2 separate regions of the Mus musculus genome follow, and region 2 is linked to region 1. A link is a contact called in public ChIA-PET data. All regions are on one chromosome and are shown on one strand. The core of a region is the stretch at or near the end of the contact, and the rest is flanking DNA. Distances in the headings are between cores, read along the strand shown.

Region 1 (4,158 bases), core at 688-3,187:
ACTAAACTCCGCCCCTCCCACGGCACATGACACCCCATGTCTTCTAGTCTGACCTTTATAACTTCAGTGTCCACACTTTGCAGATGAATATATGAAATTATCTTTCCCCAGGGAGTAGTCCAGTCTCTTGAGCTAAATTCCATGAATGCATAAAGAACCTGTTTGTTAGTTTATTGTCTTTTTGAAAGTAAATGGAGCCAAGAGTGGTGGTGCATGCTTTTAATCCCATGCACCACCAAGACAAGCCTGGCTCAAAAACTGGCAGATCTCTGAGTTCAAGGCCAGCCTGGTTTACAAAGCGAATTCCAGGACCCAGGATGGCAAGAACTACACAGAGAAACCCTGACTTAAGAAAAAAAAAATAGTTAGAAAACCGGAAGCAAGAAAACCAAGGTGGGACTCAGACTCAGCACAAGAACCAGAGGTGCTAAAGTGGTGGTGGATGGAGCTAGCAGAAGGCAGCTCAGGGACTTTCCCCCAAAGCTCCCACACACACCCCGCCACTGAGTTAAAGCAGCTTTTAACCCAATGGAAGTCGGGGAGCCCCTAAACCGCCGCTCAGCCTCAGGCAACCCCATGGGCTCTAGCACTTGCCTTTGCTTTGTGAAGAACGGCAATAACTGGTGCCATGTCACACAGCACTAGAGTCTAGCACCTAGCACCCTGGCCATAAAACAGATCTCCAGAAAATGAGCGCTACCTAGGTTAAGTAAGCTCCACGGGGCTTTCAGGTTTTCTTCTTTTGCCTCAGACACCCTACATATCCACTCCTTCCCCGACTCCATGTTCATAACGAAGGAACCCTGGAAGAGCCCTTCCCATTTTAGAACTTGTTCCCTAAAAGTGCTCCGGAAGGCAGGTGAGTGGGTAAGTGCCGTGCCTTCTCAGCCTGGGGCACAGACACCAGGGCGGCATACCTGATGTCAACTTTGTTCGTCTACCTATCTTCTTTCCTGGTGTGCTTCTTGGTTGTCCCTCGGGAGTTCCGCCCACCTGCTATAACTTCCTCATTTATTCTCATATTTCGGGGCTAACAATTTGGATATTATTCAGGACATGAGTGGTGGGGATGGGGATAAAATTGGCAGAGCTGAGGGTGGGGTGAGGATACAGTGGGTGTGGAAAGAAGAGGTGTCAGCAAGCAAAAGGCAGAAGAAACCCTGAAGGCAGTGTGTGAAATGCAGGTAGGCCTTGCCTGCCACCGGTCAGCAGGGCTCCAACAGGAGTGTTCTGATGGCTGGCCTGGTCATGGTTATATCAAGTGACCCCATCCCAAACTTCCCAGAGCTCCTTCATTTCATCATTTCTCCTTCTGGTCCTTAAAGAATGACTCAATGTCACCTTTTAACATCACAATGTCACTGTCAGAAACTTGAAGGTAGGCTACATCTCATCATCTGACTGTTCGGCCCTGAGTCAGCAGATACTAAAGAAGGCTCACTTACAAATGCTTGTTGACGGTATTTATGCAAACACATCTGGGACTCACAGGGTGCACATCTGGTGAGGACCCCGGAGAAAATCTTTGTGAGTCGGGGAAGAAATGAGATGAGGTCTGATAGCTCCAGTATCTGAGCCTCACGCATGCCTGTGTCATCGTCCTGAGGACAGCCACTGAGTGGAAATGAGTTTGCTTCTTGGTGAAGCAAGCCAGCTAACTTCTCTCTTTTTTTTTTTTTGAAAGTGGAACAAATGTGTAATCGAGATCTCTAGGTTTTGTGGTTGCTGCTGTGCTGTTAAGCTAGTGCTAGAGTGAGGATAAAGAGCATGTGGTTGGATGGTGCTGGGGACCTTTTGCTTGCTAAGCATGTGCTCTACCACTCAGTACACCCTGACCCTTCTTGGTTTTGAAATGGGGAGTACCCCCACTTCCCTGCTAAGGACCCACAAACTAAAGCAACAATAGAAGAGGGCTTCCTAATTCAGGATATCGTGCCCTGTGCTGGGCCTGTTCTTGCCTTTGTTGATTTTGCCGAGTGTGTGCCCCAATGACTTAGGTACTTATAACTCAGACAGTGAAATGGAACAAGGCACACCTGGTGTCCTGTGCTCTCTCTCCTGTTCTGTGGACTAACCGACCACATGTGTGACTTTGAGGATACTCAAGAAACTAAACCCAAGAGTTCTACCTAAGTATCACCCCTGACATCTGCATGGAGCAAAGAGTGAGGAGCCCAAAGTCTGTTAGAAAAAGATTAAAATAATAGCTAAATAAATAAATAGGAAACCAAGTGGGTATAGGGATATAGCTCAGGTGATAAAGGCTTGTCCGGCGTGAAGCCCTGGGTGTAACTTCAGCTCTGGGGAAAACTAAGCATGCCTGCAGTCCAAGCTCTTTGGAGGTAGAGGCAAGAAGATCACAAGTTCGAAGTCATCCTTGACTACTACGCGAGCTCCTGTCTCAAACAATAAAGTTCAGAAGCCAAGGTCATCTTTGCCTTAGCTGCACATTCCCACTGCCTGAGCACCTTGCATGCCTGATACTCAGGTCTCACTCACATGGTATCTATATCAGAGGCTGGGATGAAGGCTGGGAGAATTACCTGCAGGGGAATGCAGGGTGCAGTCAAGGTTGAGACCAACCTCTAAACTCTCTGCTTCTAGCCCTTCCTTGGGCTAACAACTCAACTCACTCTTGTTCTGCTGTTCGTTCTGTAAACTTGACAAGACTCAAACTCAAGGCCCTGGAAACCTAGGACCCAACTCTCTCAGCTGAACTTGATGCTTAAGGTTATCATTGAAAGCTGAGTTTCTGGATGATGCTGGGCAGATATATCATGACAGGAGCACTCCCCTTCCTGAATAAGTCTGAGAGATGGGAACCTGAGTCTCCCCGAAAAGGTCTGCTGATGGCATGGCATGGTGGTTTAAGCCTCCAGTCTTTGGAACTATCCAGGAAGCTTCATAAAGCATAGACTGCCAGGTTCTTCTCCCAGAGTCCTGACATAGTGGGTTTGAGTTAAAGCTCAAGACAGTTCACTGGTCTGAGAGTTGTTGCCTAAATAATTTCATTTTGTGATTAATAATGATCAGTTGTCCCAACAGCTATTTTCCCGCAGTTTCACCAGTTACTTGATGCTGTGTAGGGATGTATCCTGGGTAACAGGATGTATGTCTAGAAGCAGTCCTAGGACCTTCCTCATGCTACACACACACACACACACACACACACACACACACACACACACAGAGTCCTCTGGTGAGTGATAGCCCTAGTCCTAATAATATTTCCTTAAAGTCTTCCTAGATGACTCTGGTAAATAAGCTTGCTGGCCTAAGAATTACTGAATTAAACCATGAGTGAGTGGACAGTGTCTTAATTTGCTGTGACTCACAATGACAGACTTATTAATTTAAGTGTGATTGGGAGCCACATGCCAAAAGGAACCTTGGGAGCAATCTGAATAGGTACATACACCATTAATCAGTTATTTTTTCTAGTGATCACTTTTTCAAAATTAATTGTTTTGCATTTGTGGTACCTGATTATAGGGTGGCCAGGAACAAAACTGGAACAAATGACCGTGGCAGACATACTGGGTACCAGCCTGGGTGTGGAGGATGACTGTGTGTGACACATGAGAACACTCTTGCCAAGTAGAAGGATGGAACATTGGGACAGCTTTGCCCATGGCCTTCGGGCAGTGTCCAAAAATGCCCCTGGTCCTTTCCCTGGCTCACCTGACCAAAAAGCAGCACAAACTTATTACTATTCTTGCTGAGCAGTGGTGGCACAGACCTTTAATCCCAGCACTTGGGAGACAGGAGGAACAAGGATCTCTGAGTTTGATGCCTGCCTGGTCTACAGAGTGTGTTCTAGGACATCCAGGGCTACACAGAGGTGGAATAATGCCATTCTAGCCTGTATCACGTGTCCAGTTTTAAAATATACTCATACTACATAGGACAGAATACAAAATTCTTACCTGGACAAGGGAGCAAATGTCAGCAATCCTAGCACTCAGGAAGCAAGAAGAGCAGTACAAACTGGACACCAATCCAGTCTATGAAATAAGCTCTAGGCTATCCTGGGTTACAGAGTGAGACTCTAACTCAGAAAAGAAAGAAAAAAAACAACTCCTGAACATTAGTGAAATAAGACTGTACTTTGAAATAGGAGGTGATCAATAAAGATGATTACCATCACAATATTTGGTA
Region 2 (4,158 bases), core at 1,163-3,662, 450 kb before region 1:
TCCCCTTGTACTTCACATGTGATGGGGGGAGGATGAGAAGGTCCCCTTGTACTTCACATGTGATGGGGTGAGGATGGGAAGGTCCCCTTGTACTTGAGACCTGAATATGCAGCTCATGCTCATTGCACTAGGCTTAAATGGTTATGAACTTAACAAGTATCAGTCTTGGGATATAGCTCAATGGTAGACTGCTTGCCTAATATGGGCAAGGTCTTGGGTTCCATCTCCAGAACCAAGGGGGAGAAGTGGAAGCAATTATCTGTCACCTGGGCAGCTGAGAAAACCTGACATAGGCTGCGTGGCCACTGTGCTCAGAACTCCTGCCCTTTAGGTGCACTGCTCTCAACAAGAACCCGTTGGCAATTCCGGACTCAAAAGCCACAGCCCCCATGGCTTTGCCTCTCACCACTCTGCCAGAGGCTCAGGCTCTCAGCTATCTCCACAACCAGTTCTCTCCACTCCTCACAGTGCCTAGAAGACACTCAACCCCTCCAGGTCTTTCCATCTGCTGTTTTGCAAGGACCACATTTTATACTGCAAGACAGAAGCTGGTAGAGGTCACAGAGTGGTTGTGCTCAGCAGTTGATATTTAGGAAAAGGAGAGGAGGGTCCTACTAAAAGGTGGGCAGGGGAAAGCCTGCAACAGACACTGAAGGTGTCAGAGTCCAGTGGAGGGAGTTGCAGGCATTGCGGGATCAAGGGAGGCTGGATTGCTTCTCATCACTCTCTCTCAGCCTCTCACTCTTGCTCAATTTTGCCTCCAAACTATTCACCTTATGCTCAGGGAGAACTGTTCACTAAGCACCCCAGTTGCAGACGGAGGCACACCCTGACCAACAGCAGCTGTTGCCTCCTCTATTATTAAACATCTCCAGGGTGGAGGCACTGAGGTTCCCTGGTCCACCTTTGCCCTCCGCCCCACCCGCATGCCAGCTGTCTTTCCCAGTTTCCCCAACGTTGTCATGATCTCAACGTTTCTGACCCCACCCCTCTCCAAACTTGTGACTCTCCTTAGACGCAAACAGCAATGCAACTGAGTCCATCCCATCCCCGAATGACTCCGTAGGACACTTCTCTACAGTTCCATGGTTTTCATGGACCATGAACCATCATGATCGCTTCAGGAAGCAAGACTCCCCAGCTCTCTCCAGCATCCTTCTTCCATTGATTGCTTCCACAGTGGACTCCATCCACAGAGTTCCAGCTGGTGACATGCCTTTTGTATCTAGCTTGTATTTCTTGGTGTTTCTGTAGCTTTGTGATTCAGCCTGTAGCATCTGAATGGAAGAGAGGTGTCAAATCCAAGTTAGCTTTAACCTTCCAACAAATCTCTTAGCCTGGGATCCAGCATCTTCTTCCTTCTCTTTCCTAGAGATGGAGTTGATGAACTGACAGGTCACAAAGCAGAACTGTCACCTACGCACACGTCTTTGGAGTATTTCGTGGGAAGGAAAGGGTGACTGTTTTAAGGTGTAATTAACACTCCCCCCTCCGGCCAAATGCACAGAACTTAGATATTTCCTTCACTAAGTTTTGACAGTTGTATTTTTGACAATTGGAAGAGAAGCAAGCACACCAAACGAGGAACATCCATGTTATACAAACCACTGCATTTAGGACCCTGTCTGTTACGATAACTTAACCTATAAATCTAGCTAGTGTGCCTCATACCTGCCTCTCTGCCTCCAGCCCTCTTAATCCACCAAGACCTTCCTCATCAGCCAGAGTAGGTGTTCTGCATTCCCGATGGAGGCCTAAGCCTTCCTCTAAAATCAACCCACCGGACACTTCATACATATGTCCCTTTTCTGTCCTAGTGAGAACTGTCTTTCTTTATGCAGGGGTGATGGCTTCTGACTTGTCTCACTCACAGGTTGTGGGTTTTTTGTAGGCCAAAGGAAGTGCCCTTGACACTGGGCATTTCTAGTTTCTCTTAGTCAGACATGAAAGGTAACTGAAATAACTGGCTGACTCTTTCAGCCATTACTCAGAAGTCACACCAAAATTTGTTACATCTCTTTCTTTTGTATAATTAATATTTTAAAGTATTGCTTAACAACTTCGCACAAGTATACAATGTATCTTGATCATATCTATCCTCAACTCCCTCTGGATTCCAGACACATATGCCTCTCCCACCTTTCCTGCCTGTATCACTGTCACTTCCTCCTGCCTCTTCCTCTTCCCCCTGCTGTTCCCCCTCCTCCTTCCCCTCCTCTCCTTTTTCCCCACTGAGGTCAACAGTACTACCTGCATAAGCGCAGGCAACCTACAAGCAGCCATATCATGAAGAAGACTCCTCCCGCTCCAGCAGCCAACAATGGCCCATAGCCTCTAGGTTAAGGACGGGGCCTCATGAGCCCCTCCCTACCCACATCTCTATCTATGCAGTTATTGGCTGGCTTGATCTTGTGGAAACTTCTTGGGTGCAGCTATGTTTGAAGTCTGTCTCTGTGTTACTGCAGTGAATGGTGCATACAAGGGCTTATGAATCTGAGGTGAAAAATCGCACTGCGGGGGGAAAAAACCGCTTTCTGTTTAATGTTGCTACAAAAGAACCGGAAGTGACCTGCCCAGGAAACCCTTAACTGAAAGTAATGGGTTTTGACTGAATGCCACACCTGCCGATTATGTCACCCTTTAAGATGAAAAGCTGGGTGGCTGTCATATGCTATGGACCTGACTTCCCATTGTGACTGTAATCTCTGGGTACACATCTCCAAGAGAAAGGGACCTGTTAAAATTTGCTGTGACTTGGCTGAAAATTTTTGGTTTACAAATAGAAGGGTGAAGGGTGGGACTGGGAAAGAGGAGGGAGGAGGGCTGCGATCAGGATGTAAAGTGAATAAATATATAAATAAATAAATGAAAAATTAGAAACACAAATAGAAGGTTGAGACAAATACACTAATATCTAAATAATGCTATCAGTTTGTTTTGCTAGAAGATAAAGGGACAGGAAGTCTACCCCATAGGTCTCCTAGAGTCTTAAAATCTCATAATTAGGACTTAGTAGAAAAAGAACTGATTACTGCAGAGACAGAATCACTCCTGATTTTAGCAACTGTCTAATCCTGCAGGGCTGCAGAGGGCCCTAGGGACGAGTGCATTCTGTCTTCCTGGGCCAGCCTAAGTCTCTCCTCGGGCTTCACCCCACAGCAGCCTCTGCTTTCCACCCTCCACCTGCCAGTCTACTGCTGCAAGCATTTGCTAAGAAAGGCTCCGTTCCGGTCCTTACATGATAGCCTTGGGCTGGAACCTATCTCAGCCTTGCTTCTCAGGCTCCCTTCCTGGACAGGAAGCTGCCTGAGGACTGATGGAGGGAAGTGGGGGACAGGAAGGGAAGGACAATCCTGCATGACTAGAGTTGTGCATTAGTATGGGCCCCGCTACCTTGAGCCTCCACCATGCAGCACCTGGGTGATGCGCCTAGGAAACTTCCGTTAGCCGGAAGTTTCCTATCATGCTGAGTTCCAGAGAAGGGAAGCAAAGGGTGGGGGGTGAGAAAGTAGGTGAGCATCCCCAGAACTGCCTGATTGCCTGCCAAGAGACTTACACATACCATTCTTGCTTTGCAAGAGAAAATAGATCATTGTAGTTGTTTGAGACAGGATCCATGTAGCCCAAGCTGCCCTTGAACTTGCTATATAGCCAAGGATGGCCTCAAGCTCCCAGTGATCCTTTGGCCACCTCCCTGATGCTGGAATTGCAGGCTTGTGTCACCATAGTCAGCTTATGAGGAGCTGGGGATTGCACTCAGAACTTTGGGAAAAGTAGGCAGGCAGCGACCCAGCCACACCCCTGGTCTCAGAAAAAAAAAAAAAGATAATTTCTCAAACCTCTTCTTACTAAGGATGTCAGGCTTCTGTCCCCAAGTCCTCCATCCTGTCCTCTCAGTCCTACAGTCTGACTCGGTATGTGGCTTCCACTCCGGGCTTGGTCCTTGCCCAGGCTCTAGATGGGTGATGACTTCAGCCAAGAGAGATCAGGGGAGCCTGGGCCAGACTTTACAACCCAGCTGTGTCACCTGAGATGCCCCCTTGTTCTTACAATCACGTCACCCTGTAAACTCCTGTCCTGGACTTAGGATCCTAGTCTCACTCCTATCAGATCTTCTGCGGTAGTCTATGCAGGTGAGGGTAGATTCTTTCCATGTGC

What was found. ChIA-PET counts read pairs in DNA pulled down with a chosen protein or histone mark.
Region 2: a contact with region 1 is called in an RNA polymerase II ChIA-PET map of memory CD8 T cells, with 39 read pairs. The contact joins two enhancer-like sites. A contact is called at or near these places in 1 of 15 datasets of contacts at CTCF or cohesin (large pre-B cells), 2 of 484 Hi-C or Micro-C datasets (CD4 T cells and pancreatic cancer cells), 2 of 115 datasets of contacts at active chromatin or transcription factors (embryonic stem cells and memory CD8 T cells) and 1 of 9 other capture datasets (embryonic stem cells).

Annotation. Positions count from the first base shown.
Region 1 is chr3:84,676,605-84,680,762 of GRCm38.p6, reverse strand. All of the region lies in intron 1 of Tmem154 (transmembrane protein 154), which reads right to left. Among named protein-coding and RNA genes, the nearest start is that of Tmem154, 12 kb to the right of the region's middle. Within about 2 kb of position 1,937, at least 92 of the 459 cell types and tissues checked have an H3K27ac peak or open chromatin away from gene starts, as enhancers often do. A contact at or near this core is called in memory CD8 T cells, where this site is marked.
Region 2 is chr3:85,125,480-85,129,637 of GRCm38.p6, reverse strand. No RefSeq gene overlaps it. Among named protein-coding and RNA genes, the nearest start is that of Gm31096, 5.6 kb to the right of the region's middle. Within about 2 kb of position 2,412, at least 47 of the 459 cell types and tissues checked have an H3K27ac peak or open chromatin away from gene starts, as enhancers often do. A contact at or near this core is called in memory CD8 T cells, where this site is marked.